2 separate regions of the Bos taurus genome follow, and region 1 is linked to region 2. A link is a contact called in public Hi-C data. All regions are on one chromosome and are shown on one strand. Each heading gives the region's core, a stretch centred on a gene start, on an enhancer-like site or on the middle of the called end of the contact. The rest is flanking DNA. Distances are from core to core; before and after follow the strand shown. Region 1 has its middle 4.9 kb from the start of MIR2436. Region 2 overlaps ITPR2 (inositol 1,4,5-trisphosphate receptor type 2).

What was found. A called contact is a pair of places that touch in the nucleus more often than the background predicts.
Region 1: a Hi-C map of skeletal muscle shows a contact between it and region 2, with 4 times the contacts expected there. The contact joins two enhancer-like sites. A contact is called at or near these places in 3 of 11 Hi-C or Micro-C datasets (blood, liver and skeletal muscle).

What each region holds. Positions count from the first base shown.
Region 1 is chr5:83,832,155-83,835,713 of ARS-UCD2.0, reverse strand. No RefSeq gene overlaps it. Among named protein-coding and RNA genes, the nearest start is that of MIR2436, 4.9 kb to the right of the region's middle. Within about 2 kb of position 1,498, at least 8 of the 102 cell types and tissues checked have an H3K27ac peak or open chromatin away from gene starts, as enhancers often do. A contact at or near this core is called in skeletal muscle, where this site is marked.
Region 2 is chr5:83,489,774-83,493,174 of ARS-UCD2.0, reverse strand. The region is part of intron 52 of ITPR2 (inositol 1,4,5-trisphosphate receptor type 2); the gene reads right to left. Among named protein-coding and RNA genes, the nearest start is that of TRNAG-UCC, 28 kb to the left of the region's middle. Within about 2 kb of position 1,439, at least 14 of the 102 cell types and tissues checked have an H3K27ac peak or open chromatin away from gene starts, as enhancers often do. A contact at or near this core is called in skeletal muscle, where this site is marked.

The DNA.
Region 1 (3,559 bases), core at 249-2,748, 340 kb before region 2:
GCTTGATTCTTATTCCTGGATATTGATAAGATTCTCTTTGAAATTCAGATTTAGGTTATGGGTATTAACAAAGAACAGAATGAAGATTCCCACTTTGATATGACATTTGCTTCTAAATTTTTTTTCTGGTGCCCAAATGCGTAACAGTTTCAGCTCTTGCTGAAGACAGTCCATAGGATAGGCATGATACCTGGCCTGCAGAGTGGCTGAGACTCCTGTCTCCTCTTTTGCATATTCATTCTTAAAATAAAATGCCATCACTTGAGGGAACTGGAGTGAGTCTGTTCCTTGCAACCAAAAGAAATTAATTAAAACATTAGAAACCATAGATTAAAAAATACACAATATGAAAATCAAGATTGCACAGAAAGCTGTGTCAAAAAAACATGAATGTAAAAAAAAATGTACTTTCAGTGATGGCTGGCAGTGGGGGACAGATATTTTCTTAATTTCAATGTGCTTCTTACAAAAAAATTTATTTGAACTAGACTGATTGACAGATAATAAATAAGAGAAAATGTAGAAAATTACAGAGCCAAAAAGGAAGGGAAGAGAGAATACAGATTAAAATGTGATCCTAAAAGATTCTGGAAGACTTAAAACCAATTAAAAGCTGAAAACTGAGAAATAAGAAACTCTTCAAGGAATAGAAGGTGAAATCTTAAACCAGGAGAATTATAAAAATTTACAAAACCGAAGTACAACTTGGACTACAAAATAAGCTGAATATAGATGAGAACAAGAAAGTAAAATTTGCAAGGATACTAAAAGGTTAAAGGAGAAGGCAATGGCACCCCACTACAGTACTCTTGCCTGGAAAATCCCATGGACAGCTGCAGTCCATGGGGTCGCTGAGGGTTGGACACGACTGATCGACTTCACTTGCACTTTTCACTTTCATGCATTGGAGAAGGAGATGGCAATCCATTCCAGTGGTTCTTGCCTGGGGAATCCCAGGGACGGGGGAGCCTGGTGGGCTGGCGTCTATGGGGTCGCACAGAGTCGGACAGGACTGAAGTGACTTAGCAGTAGAAGGTTAAAATAACTATTAAAATTAACATAAGAATGAAAGTTAATTATGAAATAATTTTAAACAGATGAAGATCAAAATTAAAAAAGGTTGAAGGTGAACAGGGTAATAAGGAAGATATAAAATAGAATATGAGAATAGGATTAAAGATAAATATAATTAATTTATACAGACTTTAAAATACCATCAAAATATATTTTTTAAAGGTTTTAAAGTTGGAGGAAAAGAGAATAGAAAAATGTCTCAAAACATATAAGAGGTAAGAAAGCTTAGTGCTTTTATAGTCTTTCTCCAGGGGACAATCTGGTAACTCAGCAGTGGTGTCCTTAGGTGGAACCCAAGGGGACAGAGAGCAATGTGACACTTTGGACGTGGAGGCTTCCCCATTGCTCTCCTCAGCAAGTGCCAGAAGCCAGCCTCACCAGCAGTAATCAGAGAAGACAAATAGGAGGTATTAATACAGCAGACTCACAGCTGGAGTCAGGGCACCGCCCTGACCCAGGAGGAACTCCCTAGCCTGCCAGCCACATTTGGGCCTGGATTATCTCCTCCAAATTTAGCCCACACTCAAGAGTCAGGGGAAACTACTGTCTCTACATCAATACACATGAAGCATCGGGTGTCAACAGTTGTCTTACGTATCTAGACAATTTTTTAGGAACTGGGCTATAGCCCCCAGATTTTAAAAAGAAAGTGGGGGTGGTTACGTTTTACTCTCCATTATTCTTGCCTGGAGAATTCCGTGGACAGAGGAGCCTGGCTGGCTGTGGTCCATGGGGTTGCAAAGAGTCAGACACGATTGAGAGACTAACACTTTCACACTTTATTTGGTAAATGTTTATTAGGCATCTTGCCTGTCCCTGACAGTGTACTAGACTCCAGGAATACAATGATGAATGAATAACAGAACTCCTTTAACAGAAATCTGGACTCACCGTGTGGAAAGGAGAGTGGTGGTTTAACAGTCATCAGTGACACAAATCGAAGGGCTGGCTCTGAACAGAAGGGTGACGTTTTCCTCTGTAGTGGCAGGAAGGAAAACGAGGGTGTGGAAGGAGGTAGGTAGGAAGGGTGAGAGCTGGGGAGATGATGCCTTATGATTTGAAGTAGGAGTTTCCCGAGACTGGGAAGATTCGCAGAGGACTTGAGGTAAGTGGGACAAAGGTCTGAGACAGAGGGTCATTAAGGAAATATGAGAAGGAGCTAAGGACAAATCAACAGTCACAGCAGCGAAGTCCAAGAGAGGCTGGAGATGGTGCCAATCTGAGCAGGAGCAATGTTTGGGTGTGGAAGACACACCCAGTTAATTACAACACAATGTGAACAATCCCAGGGTGACAGGGTAATTTATTGAGACATTATCAATGTTCTCATTGCATTTTTCCCTTCACCCATTTTCAAGAATAGCTTCAGGGCTACTTGTATCAGGGACGTTTGGGGTTAAATGCTTGAAGAAAACCTCTCATCATGCCTTCCTCCCACCCCACTGCCACCCTCCTTTAAAGCAGACGTCTCAGAGTGACTTCCCCAGGCTAATACTTTTGACAGACATGCTTCATTTATAAGGAATAGTGTTTTGAGATTTTTAAAAATAGTTGCCAACATTCTGGGAGTAGATTTCACATTAAAATCTAGACTTCAGATTCTAAGTCCAGTGACCTGGAAGTCCTGGGCGACCTTTTCACCTGGCTACAATTAGTTGGAGTAATGTCTGCCTCTCTTACGGGGGTACAACCTCCAGTTCACTGTGACCCCTGTCATTCTCTATGGTCTTATTCTCAGCCAACATCACTCATTTAAGTTAACTGCCTGGCTCCTATAACCCTCTCCAAAGTTGGAGATTACCTTAGGAGTAGAGGCAGAAGCAATAAGGCATTGGGGTCACAGGTCTACAGTTCTTTTGATGTGGCAAAGGCCCAAGTGGGAATGGGGACTCAGTGCCCCTAAGGTCTGGATCCCCAGCCTCAGCAAAGACTATACCGAGAGTGGCAGTCTTAGACACTGACAAGTATCTCAGACGGTACGAGTATGAAGAGAACCTTTCTTTGTTATCCTGGGGTCCCAAGTCCTTGTGAAATCCTAAGGAGGGTGGAAGCAGGACGGCCCACAGTGATTGAGATTTCTTCCCACCAGCCCTTGGGGAGGTGGCTTGAAGTTAGACTTAATGAGAGAAATAAGGACATCATTTCTTGCACACGCATGCTTGTGCAGTGAGAGTTTAAACAGCCAAGTGGAGATTTAAAGAAAGGGCTAAGAGAACACAAAGCAAAGGAATGGGTGAGGTTCCCTTTTGATTCAGACAGTTCTGGAAGTTTTGACAGAGGAGATGTAATTTGGGCTGAGTTTTGACCCATGAGTAGGAGACTTCCAAATAAGGTTATTTCACCCAAAGACAAACATTTGACAGTACAAAGCATATTAAGGAACTTGTGATAGTTCAGTGCAACTAGGGCAATTGATGCCCATCGTCTGGTAGGGGGCAACAGGAGAAGGGGCAGAGTCAAGGGAAGTGAAACTAGAAGGGAAATT
Region 2 (3,401 bases), core at 190-2,689:
TTGGGAATTAGAATCAAGATGTCTTAAATTGAGAAGTGAGAAGAAATGTATTTTTCTCGTTAGATTAAAAAACCATAATGGTGCTGAATTTTGGAATTATGTAGCCAGTCTGCATGTTATGGTGTGAGTGTAAAAATCACCACTACCAAAGGGAAAAGAATCCTTCTAATTTTGTGTACATGATCCATTATAGTTTCTTTGGTACTTTGTTATGAAAGGCTGGCTTTCTTCTTGTAAGCTGACTTTAACATCACATGGATGGCGGATCTGGTATTTTCCCTTTACTCAGAGTTGTTTCTTTCTAAAACATACATCTCAGGGTATATGCCCAGTAGCAGGATTGCTGGGTCATATGATAGTTTTATTCCTAGTTTTTTAAGGAACCTCCATACTGTTCTCCATAGTGGAATACCAGTTCGTTTGTTTTTTAAAATCAGTTACATAGTGAAATTCAAAATCAGAAAGATGAGGGGAAAAATACATAGTAAAATATTCTGAAGTGGAACTGATGGAAAAATATGACTCCCTTGAAAAATCAAACGTTTTCATACCCCACTGCTCACCATTTATTCTAATTCTGACCTATCTAGTGGTTAAGAAAAATCCATAACATACAGAATCCCGGATTTATTAATAGTGTTGATTAGGAACAATAAATAAATTTGCTTTGAACAGCAAAAAATAAAAATAAAAAAAGCAGAACATACACCTTGAGAGAAGGGCGGAAGTCAGAGGTGGGCAAGCACTAAATGTGGCATTGAAGATACTGGCAGAGCCTGCGCTGGACCGTGAACCTCAGAGGTGAGCATCAAGGCATATTCTGACTTAGAAAGTGGAAGAAATGAAACTGCTTTTGGAGACAGAATAGATGTGGAGGAGGGGAAGCTTGTGGTGACAGCCGTCAGAGCAGCAGAAGAGACAAGCAAGGCAGAGAAGACAGAGAGAAAGCTCAGTGTGCAAAGTGCTTGGCTAGGTCCCAGTGCCTGGTGGTGGTGATGGCAAGAGGCATGTGAAGAAAAGTTAGAAACATGTAAAAGAGGTAAAGGAAATTTTGAAGAGAAATATGGTTTTCCAGCAGTGCCATCTTGTGTAGTATGTCTTATGCTACTTTGCCACGGTTAGACTTTCAAATAATTTTCTATCTAGTGGCTTTTATTTATCTAATCAGCAACTGCCTGATCATACGACACCAGTGTTTACTAAAGACTTATTACATGTGGGTTAATCAGTTCACAGAAGCTACAGGAAAGTGCGCCCATTTCTCCCCAATAATTGAGAAGTGAGGTTGTTTGTTCTTTGGGAGGCGAGCCAGTACAATCCACACGCAACTCACGTGATTAGCCATTGTGAAGTAAAATAGATTGGCCGCCAACACATGAGGAGAACTGGCTTCCTGTGTGACATGCAAACAAAGGCAGAGTGCCCAGGTCAGGGTCAATGCCAGCAAAAGCCCAGTCCACTCACTTCATAACTAGTGCATAAGCATGCTGATTTCACATAGCAGGCTCTGTGAGTGTGGATAATAAGTTTCTACCTTTATGAGATGGATCTATTCACGATTTGTTGAGCCAAGCTCCCGGGCATTCAGGCTGAGAGCCAGGCCCTGAGTCATGGTGAACTCACCTAAGTAAATGCCACCTGGTGGACACTTACCTACATAACCAGCTGGCTTTCCCCATGCCAAGCCTGCCTCATTTCACTTCATCAAGAGCCCCTGGGCTAGGCACTGGAAATATAGGTGAGAAGATGAAAGTGTTGCAACCCCCAGGAAACTCATGGTCCTCTAGGAAACACAGGTCAGCATACGAACAAAGGCAAGGCCTGGGTACCAAGGAAGCAGGATAGATATGCATCTCATGGGCTGGGGCGTCATGGACAGCATCCTAGAGAAGGTGGCACCTGGGTTGACTACTGAAAGAGGGGCATCCTTCGTCAATAAGATGAATGAAGACATACCAGGCACATAAAATGGGATGAGCAAAGGCAAACAGGCATGAAAGTATCTGGAGTGTTTGCGGAATGACACATGGATTGGGATGGCTGGGCTTTGGGACTTCCCTAGTGGTTCAGTGGTTAAGACTCCGTACGGTCAATGGAAGGGATGTGGTTTCTATTCCTGATTGCAGAACTAAGATTAACATGCTGCTAGTGCAGCCCACCCCCCAAAAAACATAGTAGACCAGGAATGGCTGGGCCTCTGGGGTATACAGATGAATATGGGAGCTGTAAGAAGAGAAGCAGGTAGGGGCCAGATTATTGCAAGAATCATACACCCAGGTGAAGAGTTTAAACTTTATACAGAAAGCTATGAGGAGGCACTGGAGAATTTCATACAGAAGGAAGGTGATTCACCATCTAGTCGGCAAAATAGTATGAGATAAAACATGGACTTAAATAACCAGACAAATTAACACATGATAAAAGCCACACGAGTGGCACAAAGAGATCAAAACAGAGAGAGAACTTTTAATAATAAGGATAATGAGAGGGGAGCCCTTTTAATTAATGCAGATACTGAGTTTGCCGTGACTATTCAATAGAGTAAGACAGCAGGAGATTGGCATTTCACAAGGCATGGACAGAGAGCCCCAGAGTTAAAAAAAAAATTTTGCTTAAAGATGAATAGCAGTATGTAGAGGAGTGTAAGATATGGCTGGAGATAAACTGGGAGCTCTCTGAAAGCTCTAAGGAGTTTGGATTTTAGCTGGCAGGCAATGGAGGATTGTGGCGATCTTAAGTTGGGGTAGGGGAGAAACTATTCAAAGCAGTGATTTCTGACAAGTGGTCTTAGCAGTGATATAGTGGGTGAACTGAAGAGGAGAGAATGACTAGATGTAGGAAGACCACTTAGGAGGCAGTTGCAATAATTCAGGCATGAAGTGCTATGAGTCTGAATTAGAGTAATGGCTGTGAGAATAAAAAGGATGAAAGAACAGGAACTAGGGGGACTCGATAGGAAGGAGATGGCAACGTTAAGCACCAGACTGAAGCTTCCAGGCAGCGGTCACTTGGGAAAGGATGGTCTCATTAAACACAGAAACAGAAACTTAGGGAGGAGGAATTGGATGCTTGTGTTTTGATGAAGACAAGGGAAGAATCTAAGAGGATCTTTGTTTATGGGATATGAAAATGAGAAAACATTTTAAAAGGCTAGAGAGGACAAGAGAGCTATGATGTACTGTGATTCAAAATTAAGGAAGACACTAATTTAAAGATGAAGGGAATAACAAAAAACATCAAAATTACACAAGGGTCAAAGGCAAGGAGAAAGAAGAAAAGGTCACTGGATTTAACAATTAGGTCATCAGGAAACAATAGGAAGATGGCAAATAGTGGAAGAGAAGAGAGTTGATTCAGAAATTGAAGGAGAGAGTGTACATCAATTGTTTTTAGAGAAAAAG